Regions from separate parts of the Sus scrofa genome. Here region 1 is linked to region 2. Evidence: chromatin contacts called from public Hi-C data. All regions are on one chromosome and are shown on one strand. Each heading gives the region's core, a stretch centred on a gene start, on an enhancer-like site or on the middle of the called end of the contact. The rest is flanking DNA. Distances are from core to core; before and after follow the strand shown. Region 1 has its middle 470 kb from the start of AEBP2. Region 2 holds the start of PDE3A (phosphodiesterase 3A).

What was found. A called contact is a pair of places that touch in the nucleus more often than the background predicts.
Region 1: a Hi-C map of embryonic fibroblasts shows a contact between it and region 2, with 5 times the contacts expected there. The contact joins the enhancer-like site here to the promoter of PDE3A in region 2. A contact is called at or near these places in 4 of 5 promoter capture datasets (fetal liver, fetal skeletal muscle and liver), 14 of 47 Hi-C or Micro-C datasets (embryonic fibroblasts, epiblast stem cells, fibroblasts and 7 more) and 1 of 2 datasets of contacts at active chromatin or transcription factors (skeletal muscle).

Annotation. Positions count from the first base shown.
Region 1 is chr5:53,220,132-53,226,083 of Sscrofa11.1, reverse strand. No RefSeq gene overlaps it. Among named protein-coding and RNA genes, the nearest start is that of AEBP2, 470 kb to the left of the region's middle. Within about 2 kb of position 4,238, at least 4 of the 83 cell types and tissues checked have an H3K27ac peak or open chromatin away from gene starts, as enhancers often do.
Region 2 is chr5:52,735,773-52,741,372 of Sscrofa11.1, reverse strand. It overlaps PDE3A (phosphodiesterase 3A), which reads left to right and starts at 3,602. Exons shown (of 17, transcript NM_213736.1): 1 at 3,602-3,733; 2 at 3,764-4,128. The coding sequence starts at 3,604.

The DNA of each region.
Region 1 (5,952 bases), core at 2,989-5,488, 480 kb before region 2:
TATCTCATATCTATGTAGCAATTTCAATAAATGTTTTTTGAATTATGGATAAATGAAATACAAAATCAAAATAGAATTGCTTGTTTTCAACTTTGTTACTGTATTTTCCTAATTATAGTGTATAATCTTTCTTTTTGCATAAAATTAAGAGTCAAAATCTATCTTTAGGGAGTTCCCATTTTGGCTCAGTGGTAACGAACATAATTAGTATCCAAGAGGACGTGAATTCGATCCCTGGCCTCTCGCTCAGTGGATTAAGGATCCAATGTTGCCACAAGCTGCAGTGTAGGTGGATCTGGCATTACTGTGGCTATGACATAGACTGGCAGCTGCAGCTCCCACCCCTAGTCTGGGACCTTCCATATGCTGCCTGTGGGATCCTAAAAACCAAAGAAAACCCCCCAAAATCTAACTTTATAGTTAATCTTGTATTGGTTTTTCTTAGGGCTCTGTCCTTGGCGATCTTCTTTCACTCAACTTACAAATATTATTATTATTATTATTTGCTTTTTAGGGCCACACCTTTGACATATGGAAGTTCCCAGGCTAGGAGTTGAATTGGAGCTATAGCTGCCAGCCTATGCCACAGCCACAACAACATGGGATCTGAGCCACATCTATGACCTATACCATAGCTCATGGTAACACCAGATCCTTAACCCACTGAGCAAAGCCAGGATCGAACCCGCAACCTCATGGTTCCTAGTCGGATTCATTAACCACTGAGCCACGACGGGAACTCCCAATTATTATTATTTTTTTATTCTGAAGGCTTTGCTTTTAATTGCACCAAACACCTTCTTTTTCCACATTTCTGGCTGGATGTGCTTTTCCAGCATAATTAGTTTCAATCTTGATCTTTCTTTCAATCCATGAAGAAAGGAATATTCCACAATAGTTTTTCTCATGTTTCCAAGCACAGCATGGTTTCCTCTCAACTGTAACTCTATTCTAATCTATTCTAGATGTACCTTTCATATTTGGGTCAACTAATTATTTACTTGAATATGCATATGTGCAAATACCAAGAAATAACATTGTAATCAGTAAGCGACATCTAAAGCTGGTCATCTGCTGAATTCTGAAAAAGCCAGAAGTTAGCATTCTCTGCTTCCCCTTTCAGCATCCTTCCTCTTTTTTCTTTACCTTTTTCTTAACTTGTGATATAACCCAGGTAAGGACTTCCTCCTAGCTCTCTACTGAAATATTTCTTTCATCATGAATGAATATGTGATGTTAACCTTGCCTAGGATATTTCCATTTCAATTGGAAAATTCTGAGAGATGGAATGCTGTCCAAGGCCAAATGAATATTCTATTGGTAAAATTTTATGGCACAGACACAAAAGAGATCTTGGCACAAGAGGCCCTTCCTGGAAATATCAAGTTATAACAAAAATGTATTTATAGAGATGGCTCACATTTTTACCCATTATGAAGTCCTAAAGCTTGAAGATTTTAAGATTCTGTTATTGTCCTTTCTATATAGCAGCAGGAACACAGAAAAGATGATCAGAGAAGGAAGAAAGAAGAAACTAAACATGAGATCGAGAGAGAAAGCTTGGACCCAAAGCCAAAAATTGTCCTTCACACTACTATCCCCCTCATCTAACCTATCACAATGAACTGTGTATAGTCAACCCCCAGATATCTTGAATTGATTTCCCCCCATGTCCTTACCATCTTCTGACTTATGTTTAATCCATCACCTTCTCCCCACTGTACCACTGGAAGAACTTCCTAATCGGTCTCCCTCCCACTCTTATCCTCCTATGGTCCACCTCCTTAAATGCAGATAGGGTCACGTCATCTCCTTGCTTATCATCTCCTTTGCACTCAGGGTAAAATACAAACACTTAACATTGCCTTTGAGGTGCTGCAGGCTCCAGCCCGTGCCTCTCCCACCGGCCTTATCCTGCCTGATATCTTGTTCATGATCAGCGGGTACAGCTAACTTCCTTTCAGCTCCCAGCACAGTAAGGTAGCACCAAATTCTTTACTGAATCAGGGCTTTTAATGATGCTGTTCTTTTGCTTGGATTCCTTTTTACTCAGCTCCTTCTGCAGGTTTCAGTAGCCTCAGGCCATTCCTTCAGATATTCCAAATAAATTAGCTCCACCCCCTCTTACTTTTCTCATCTGTGACAGCACCCTGATCCTTCCCTTCTCAACAGAAATTTCACTGCCAATCATGTGTATTTGTTGATTTATTATGTACACGTCTCCCAATCAGAGTGGATGAGATGGTCTTTTGTTCTACATTTGACTCAGGTTCTTTTTTCTTTTTTAGGGCCACACTCATGGCATATGGAGGTTCCCTAGGCTAGCAGTCCAATTGGAGCTACAGCTGCCAGCCTACCTCACAGCCACAGCAACACAGGATCCGAGTCATATCTCCGACCTACACTACAGCTCATGGCAATGCCAGATCCTTAATCCATTGAGTGAGGCCAGGGATTGATCCCTTAACCTCATGGTTACTAGTCGGATTCATTTCCACTGCACCACAATGGAGACTACTACATTTCACTCTTGACGGAGGGATACTTTTGTTTTTCTCCATTTTAGCACTTAAATTTCATTGTCTATTTTTATTTTTCTGTTCACCCCACTCAACTGTCAGCTGTATTACTGGGCTTTCTGTTATTTTTGCTTAATATTATCACCAAATTCTTTGCAGAGAGTAGTTAATAAAAGATGACATGTAATGAAATTATGCTGATGTATATACTTTGGTGGCTGAGTGTCGGTGGCCAGATGATTGAAAGAGCACAACATAGAAACCAATAAGATTCTAGAGACTTGAATATGAATGTTATTTTAATTTGTGTGTGGTATATACCCATATGTAAGGGGTGGCATACCTTTCAATTTTAGAACATTACTGATTCCATTTAACTTCATTCTGAGTTAATTCTCTAGGAGTTCCCTTGTGGCTCAGATGGTTAAAGATCTAGCATTGTTGTGCTGTGGCTCTGATAACAGCTGTGCTGTGGGCTTGATCTCTGGCCAGAGAAATTCTACATGCCATGAGCACAGCCAAAAAAATAAAAAAAAATTTTAAAAACAGTTAATTCTGTAAATGTAAAATCACCTCTGATTTACCTTTCATGTTTTCTTGACTCATTCACTGTCAAACAACTCACATCCCTTTTTTTAAAAGGTAGAAACCCTTATCCTACTATGTGTTGCCATTTTTGTTTCAGAACCATGAGCCATGTTATGTATACCAGCAACAGGGAATTAAGCCACCAGCAGTGAAAGGTCATTAAGGACAGATGAGCAAGATGCACAGTTGCCAGCCCTTCACTGGAGTGTGTAGGGGGGTGGGGAGCAGAAAGGGAGTGAGGAGGGAGGGAGGGAGGGAGGAAGGGAGGGCAAAAGAGAAGGAGGCATTGGGAAGTCCAGTATCAGAAACAATACGCTTTGGAGGAGGAGCTTTTGAATGTCTGTGAAGAAGTCACCGTTTACTAGCTGTTTGACCCTGGACATGTCAATCTCTCTGGGTCTCCGTTTCTTTTCCTTGTAAATGAAAGGACTAAAACCCATTAGCTATACTTTTCTTGTTTATGATTCTTTGATTCTTATTTTCTCTGTACTGGTGGGAGCACAGGAAAGAATGTATCTGAGGAAAAAAAGGATGGGAAAAAGATGATTAGTTGTGGCAGAAAAGGAAGATAACAGAGAGAGACCTGAATGGTGATTATGAAAGGGAAAATACATGAAAAAGTAAAGATTCCTATTGCCCCTCACGGCTTCTTTATTTAACAAATATTTATTAGTAGTAATAAATACTTACATAGCATTACTATGTGTGAGCTATTGCTCTAAGGGCTTTAAAAAGGTGAACTCATTCGATATTTAGGAGCTAAGTACTACTGTTACCCCTTTTGAGAGCTGAGGAAACCGAGGCACGAAGAGGTGAAACAACTTAACCGAAGTCAGATAATCAGTTAGGACCAGGGCTGGGTTTCAAACCCCGGCTGTCTGGCTCCAGAGTCATGCTGTTAGAATGCTTGCTTTACTGTTAGAATTTTCCTCAATGAAAATCTCCACATCAAAGACAAAAACTTATTGAACTGTAACAAAAATAATAAATCACTCCAGACGTATTTAGGCTTACGCATACCCTATTTGTTTCTGTGTAATTACACTTTCTCAAGAGCCTGCCACATTTGGTATCACTGTTTTCTTATGGACTCTTCAAGCAAGACTAATGCAAAATGGAGAGGATTGTTCTTTGTTCAGCTGCAAACCAGGTGGCACAAAGCACAGAGAAGAAAGCCAGGTTCCAGAGAACTTGTGAAGGGAATGGACAAAAGCAAGCTCAGGCAAGGCTTGCATTTAGTCGGGAAACATTTTCATTCAAAGGCTTGCAAACTTTAAAACATTTGAAGTGTATATCCTCTTTTCTTCCCACCACTCTAATTTAAGAAAGAAAAACAACTTCAAAAAGCAAGACTATTAAAATAGATTGGCTCTGCCATTAGGAAACATTTTAAGTTCAAGCGCCATGTCCATCTTGTACTGCAGGAGGCACCATCACATTAATAAAACAGTGAATATGCAATTCCTCCCCCTACACCTCCTCATCATTTTTTTTTTTTTCCCCAGCATGGTGACTACTGATTTTAATTGTCCCATTTCTCCATACAGCTTGTTTTCTATTCAGAAATAAAGAACTTACAGGTTTTGTAAAAAGGTGGCTCTAGGAATTGATTGGTGCTTGTATATGTAAGACTAAATCCACCTCTTCCTAGTCTTTTGATCCATTGTGAAATTTAATTTCTGGTACTCATAACATTTAAGAGTTTCACACCTTAGAGCTGGAAGGAACTAGGAGATCATTCTCTTGATTTAATTCTCTCATTTTGCATATGCAGAAATAAGACCAGAGTGTTTGAATGCCTTGCCCAGGACAGCTAGTGGCTTAACCAGGGTTGCCTGCCAGGCTTTTCCATGTGGGTTCTCTCCCTGCACATGAGACCAAGCTTAAGTGTTTGCTTAGTCTGGGATTCAAACCCCTAGAATACAGTCTCTTTGCTCCTCCCCAAGCAAAACCTCACATCATCCACTACATCTCCCTTTATTTTCTTTCTTTCAGTACAACTTGTTTTAGAAGATTATTGTGAGTATCCGGGGAGTTAATGCTGATTTCTAGGGGTCTGTTCAGATTTGCTAAAACTTTAAACTCTCTGGGTATCTAGAGAGCTGTGCATCATAGTTGCTTTGGGGCGATGCTTGCAGAGAAAAGACCTGAATGCTGGGGCCTGGGCTTCCCTGGGGTATTGCAATCATGCTGTCAGAGTGTGTTAGAACCCAGCTTCCTGCCCCTGATCCTGCTGCCCAGCTGTTCTCTCCCCCCTCATCTTCTTTTCATATTTTAGTTAAATATACATGTAATTTGCATTAACATTCTTGTTCCTGTATCCCCATTCTTAAGATTTAGACTTGGTATCCAAGGATAGACCCTGAACTCTTCCTCTCTCCAGAGCCAATTTGTATACTCCTGCAGTTGCTTCTTTCCTAAAAAAAAAAAAAGAAAAAAAGAAAGAAAAAATCATGCATTTCACTTGTCAAAGTTAATTCAGAAAACTCCAGTCCTGGTCATCTTGTCATCCTGTTAGTCCTGTAACCTAGAACATCTCTATCAACTGAGAGCTCCCTGTCACTATTTCACATTCAAAGTCTGGCCTTGCTAACTAGATTGTGTGTGACCTGTCCCAGGACTTAATCACATCTTCTTGCTCCTCAGTATAGGTATTTATCTAGGAAATATGCTAACTCAAGTCCCTGCCCCTTTTCCTAACTCTTCTTCCTAACCTCATTGTGATATGAAATTACCACATTATGGTTATTTTGATTTATCAGATTTCAGGATGCTGATTAAACCACATTTGCCTATGAGTTAATACTTGCTAAAATGTCACCTGTGAATGTGGCCTGCCCTTCTC
Region 2 (5,600 bases), core at 2,353-4,852:
GAACTCATTCACAGAAAATGGGCAGTTTTTATTTTTATGTGATTATTCAGTGTCCACTGTATGTGTTGGGTCTGATTCCATTTAATATGTTCTGCATAATGTTAATTCTTTCAGTTAGTATAGTGCTGCAGCTTTCTGCACTTATCTACTAAGAGTATTTTATTATTTTTACTTCTCTGCCTCCAGGTTCTGGATGGTAATGCTGGCAAGGGGTGGAATCTACCTTCTTTCCTTTTGGTGGAACAATAACTTTCTGTTTGTGATGTTTGTTGAGAATTGGGAGAAACCAGGACATTGCCTCTATAGTATTAATGAAAACCTTGAGAATGTCATTAACATACAAACCTAGTGTTTTTGTTTTGCTGCCATTAACAAATGCCATTCTTATATTTTTTTTCTGGCACAGTGTTGCTTTACTATCTGCATGCCATCTCTTACAAGTTTAGTTTGTATGATGATTTATTGTTGTTGTTTTTCCCTAAAGAACGGAGTTAATTGTTGGGGGTAGAGTATAGGGAAGATCGAAATATTCTGAAATTCTCCTTACTGTTCCTTTCTGTCTAACCTTGATATATGCCTGGATTTTAACTTTTTTTTTTCCTTTTCATGTGCTATTTTTGATGTCAGCGGATATTAGCATGATATTCCAATCAAGGCTTTTCACTCTTAAACGTTTCAGGTAGGCTCTGGCATATAAATCATACATGTAAAAAGAAAACTCAAAAAAGTATGTGTGCAGGCTAGGGGCCTCATTTGTCTTTGGCAGAGGCATCACTGCTCCTGTTTCCTTAACTAGTAAACAGATGGTGTCCACTGCCATTGACTAGATGCCCAACTTGTTTTCCATGTGGCAGTACAGTTCTGGCCATCTGATGGAGAGGAGCTGTATCATCACAGCTCCTCATACCTAATTTATGTCATAAAATGACTATTAATACCTGCCCCAAACTAGAGGAAGCTGTTTACCATGAAGCTAAGCTTAAGACTTAAGCCTTTCTCCTTCCCTACCCTCATGAATTAATTTTACTTCAAGGATCTCCTTTGCCTTTTCTTTATATTGCTTCAGCTTTACACATAAAAATACAGTGGGATATTGAGCCAATTATCCAAATACTCCAGGTTCTAAACACACTTTAACCTGGGGTGTCAAGATAATTAAGACACAATTGGATTGTTATTAACATCATTAGTGAGGGCAAATGACATCTAAGGTAGCCATATTAAAAATGAACAAGCGTGGATTATCACATTCTTGAACTAGGTGTAAAAAGAAACCCTTGATGGACTTCTAAAACTCCAATGATTATTCTTCGTAGTAATAAGTTATCTTACATGGTTTTTCCTTTAGTTTCTCAAATACTACAGTACTGTGGTACATGAAATATGTATCCTGTAAATATAAATAACTAGGATCCTGATTTTTTTCTCATAAGCTTTATTAATGGTAGACATAGTATTTCACAACCATAGACAGCCTACTAAGATCTTTCCTATTGTTCACCTACCTGTCCTCACTGCTTTTCCCTTGAGATTTCTTTATACGGCTTTCTGATTGACTGTTTTGGCTTCATAACTTTGTACACCTTCTTGAGGCTAGGGTCACTTAATCTCAAAATAATTTGCCATCCAACATCAACAATTGTTCACTAATACTCTCATATACTTCCTTTTTAAAAAAATTTTAAGTAATACTAAAAAACCCCCTGCTCTTCCGTCCTACCTATCCTTAATAATGTTCTCATGGTCTAGGTTACTTGTTGAGATTTTCCATTATTTGGACCAACAGGAAAAGCTTGGGTTCTCTGTTGAAAACAGACCTTCCCACAAGAGCAGTCAAGGCCTCACAATGCCACCTGAATTTGGTTTGCTGTTGTACCTGACTTGAGAACCTATAAGCACCTTCGAATCACTCAGACAGTAGATGTGGCTGTCATGTTAATAACAGTGGGAAGTCAGTTGGCTCCTGTCGCCTGCCAAGTATCCAAGCACAATCCTTTTTTTTTTTTTTTTTTTCTTTTTTCCTTCCAACATCTTAGACAGCTCAACCTGAGGGCCAGCCGTAGACCCCCGCGGTCCCCCGGCTGCAGCGAGCTGGGCAGTTCACGTGCCTCAGCAACCCATTCCCCAGAGTGCTGGCTGCGCAGCACCGCTCTGGGGAAAGGAGCTCTGGTGCTGAGAGTAGCGCCTCCTCCGGGGGAGGGCCGGGAGCTGGCCTGCGCAAGCTTTCCTAGGGAGTTGCCTTAAAGAAAGCAAGCGGGATTGCAGATAGCTCCAGCTGCCTGCTTTTTAAATACAGTTTTAAGCAGCGTCTTCACTCCCTTACCTTCTGCAAAATTGCAAATCACTACCAACCTCGCACCAAAAAGAAGGGGGCGGGGGTGGGTGGGAGGGGGGAGAGCAAATCTCCTTCTCCCTTCTCACTTTCCCTTCCTTTCCAGCTCTCTCTTCCTCCCTTCCTTCTGCCGCAGCCGCTTGTCTCTCGGACTGTGTCTCTCTCCAACCGGACTTAGCAACTTCTTGCTTATTTCTCAGCCCGTTTTCCATTTTTTCCACCCTTTGCCATGAACTGGACCGACAGACGCAGGGGAGGCTGTGCTTTCTGCCCCAGGGAATGGCGATTCGCTTCCCGGGGCCGTGCCGGGGAGGATCGGCAGAGAAGAAAGAAAGAGTGATAAAGAGCTGCTGAAAGGAAGAGAAGGGGGACCTCCGTCTGCCGCGGGCCCCGCGCGCAGTAGCGCCCGGGATGGTCCCGAGCTCTCCCCGCGCCTTCCGCGCCTCCAGTGGCTGCGGTCCCCGAGCGCTGGACACCTTGGGCAATCTTTAAAAATCCCAAAGTAGGGAGAGACCCTGGAGGACTGAAGTCGGGGGTGGGGGTGGAGCGGAGAATTTTGCAGAGCTTTTCCAAGAGAGAAAAAGAGGAAGTCTGATTCTTTCTGCCTGTGCTAAGCTTTTAACTTGAAGGCGTCTCTTTGGAGCATCTAGTATTCTCCAGGAGTTGCCGAAAGCTGAAACTTTCGACGCTCCCAGGCTGGGAGGAGAAGGAGGGATTCCGAGGGTGGGATTGGGAGGAGGGCGAGCGGGCGTGTGTGCGTGTCTGTGTGTGTGTGTGTGTGGCGGGGTGGGAGTGCCTGGGGGACCTCGGGGACTCCGCGAAGAGGGCGCACCATGGCAGCGCCGGGCAAGGCCGCGCGCGTCGGGGCTAAGCCCGGCCACGGGGAGGCGAGGCCGGCCCCCGCAGATGGCCGGGACAAGCACCCTCGCGTCGCCACCGCACCGCCGCGGGACTCGGGTTGCCGCGGCTGCTGGGGAGACCTGGTGCTGCGGCCGCTCCGGCGCTGCCGGAAACTTTCCTCCGCGTTGTACGCGGGCTCCCTGTCCTTTCTGCTGGCGCTGTTGGTGAGGCTAGTCCGCGGGGAGATCGGCTGTGACCTGGAGCGGAGTAAGGAGGCGGCGGCGGCGGCGGAGGAGGAGGAAGCGGCCCCGGGCGCAGAAGGGGGCGTCTTCCCGGGGCCGCGGGGTGGTGCTCCCGGGGGCGGCGCGCCGCTCGGCCCCTGGCTGCAGCCCTCGGCGCTGCTCTTCAGTCTCCTCTGTGCCTTCTTCTGGATGGGCTTGTACCTCCTGCGCGCCGGGGTGCGCCTGCCTCTGGCCGTCGCGCTGCTGGCCGCCTGCTGCGGGGGGGAAGCGCTCGTCCAGATTGGGCTGGGCGTCGGGGAGGATCACTTACTCTCGCTCCCCGCCGCGGGGGTGGTGCTCAGCTGCTTGGCCGCCGCGACATGGCTGGTGCTGAGGCTGAGGCTGGGCGTCCTCATGATCGCCTTGACTAGCGCTGTCAGGACGGTGTCCCTCATTTCCTTAGAGAGATTCAAGGTCGCCTGGAGACCTTACCTGGCGTACTTGGCCGGCGTGCTGGGGATCCTCCTGGCCAGGTACGTGGAGCAAATCTTGCCGCAGTCAGCGGGGGCGGCTCCGAGGGAGCATTTTGGGTCCCAGCTGCTTGCTGGGACCAAGGAAGATATCCCGGTATTTAAGAGGAGGAGGCGGTCCAGCTCCGTGGTGTCCGCCGAGATGTCCGGCTGTAGCAGCAAGTCCCATCGGAGGACCTCTCTGCCCTGCATACCGAGAGAACAGGTAAGCGCCGGCAGCCCCTCTCTCGCGCCTATGGGGAAAACTTGAAACCCTTGAGATCCATCACAAAGTGGAGGGGATTCGATCGCTGGGAACAGAAGGAAAGATAGCTTAGAAAAGCGCTCTAACTTCAGCCTTAGTTGGAAACTAGCGAATTTCCCCCCTCCTCTCACGCAATATTTTATAACCTTGAACAACAGGAACACGAATAAGTAATAAAACTAGATGGCATTTGCAGGGTCTTCCACAGCTGGGCCAACTTTTTAGATTTGCTACACCTGGCGTATGGCGCCTTTGCACTTTTAAGTGCCCACATACTTTCCTCCTTTAGCAGAAATGTTCGAATTAAGTTTATTTATTTATTTTAATTTTTTTTTTAAGCAGTGGGTGATTTTTAAGACTTGGATTTTTACTAGGTTTCTATTTCTTTTTATAAAATTTCTTTCCTCTAAAGGGACAGGTAAACGTTTATGGAAGTCAGTAAAAATATTCTAGAGTACAAACAAAGAATACTTGAAGTGAGGTACTGATTATTTTCTGGTTTTGCAGTGTCTTAATTGAGGAGATTGTGTTTGGTGGTGCCCAGTTTGTTTTTAAATGTAATTTGGGGACATACATTATCACATGCTAATCTGTTTTGTTTATAAACTTCAATTTGGGGAATAGTTTTTCTTGCGCATCAGAATTTGTCAAAATTGTGGACTGTGCTTTAATGTAAACTAAAAAGAGACATTTCTCTTATGTATCTACATACTTAAGTGAATATTTAGAAATTCAAATGGATTTATGCAGGAAATATTAATTCAGGAGAGTATTTTTAAATCTGGTGATATAAGTATTTCAGGGAGGAGGAGGAATCTAGTATTATGAGTGAAGTTATTCCGGATAAAAGTTCAGTGAATTTTGGGGACCAGTAGCCTTATTATCATTAAGTGTTTTGAGACCCTTATAGCTGCTATAAGGGGCATTAAAGGAACAAATCCTAATTTTAAATGCAGATTGTATCTGAAAAGGAATACTTAGTGTTCACCTCTCTACTCCAAGCAGATTTGACACTTGGGTGGGGGTGGCAGAGAGCTGGTTATGTACAGCAAATGGAAATTTACACTTTCCCATTTAAATTTATGCTTGTGTACCTGTGGTGCTATTAGAACAACTTTAGGGAGTGAGAGACTACTCTAAGACATAGTGAGCTTTTTCTTTTTAGGTTATTCTGTGGATAATCATTTGGGTATTTCTAAGAAATAGCAGTCACCATATGGTGTAGTGGCCAGTTTGTTTCTGAAATGGAGTTGATTACACAGAATGTGGTTGTTTGACATTATTTAGCAGAATGGATGACAGCATCATAGTCTCTATGTTTGCTTTAAAACAAATGTACTTATTTAGCTTTTTGTTTAGATAAAGCAAATATTTCTTCGGTTTAGCTTACTCTGAGAATGAAGTTAAAAACAGGCCACTGACTGATACTTAGT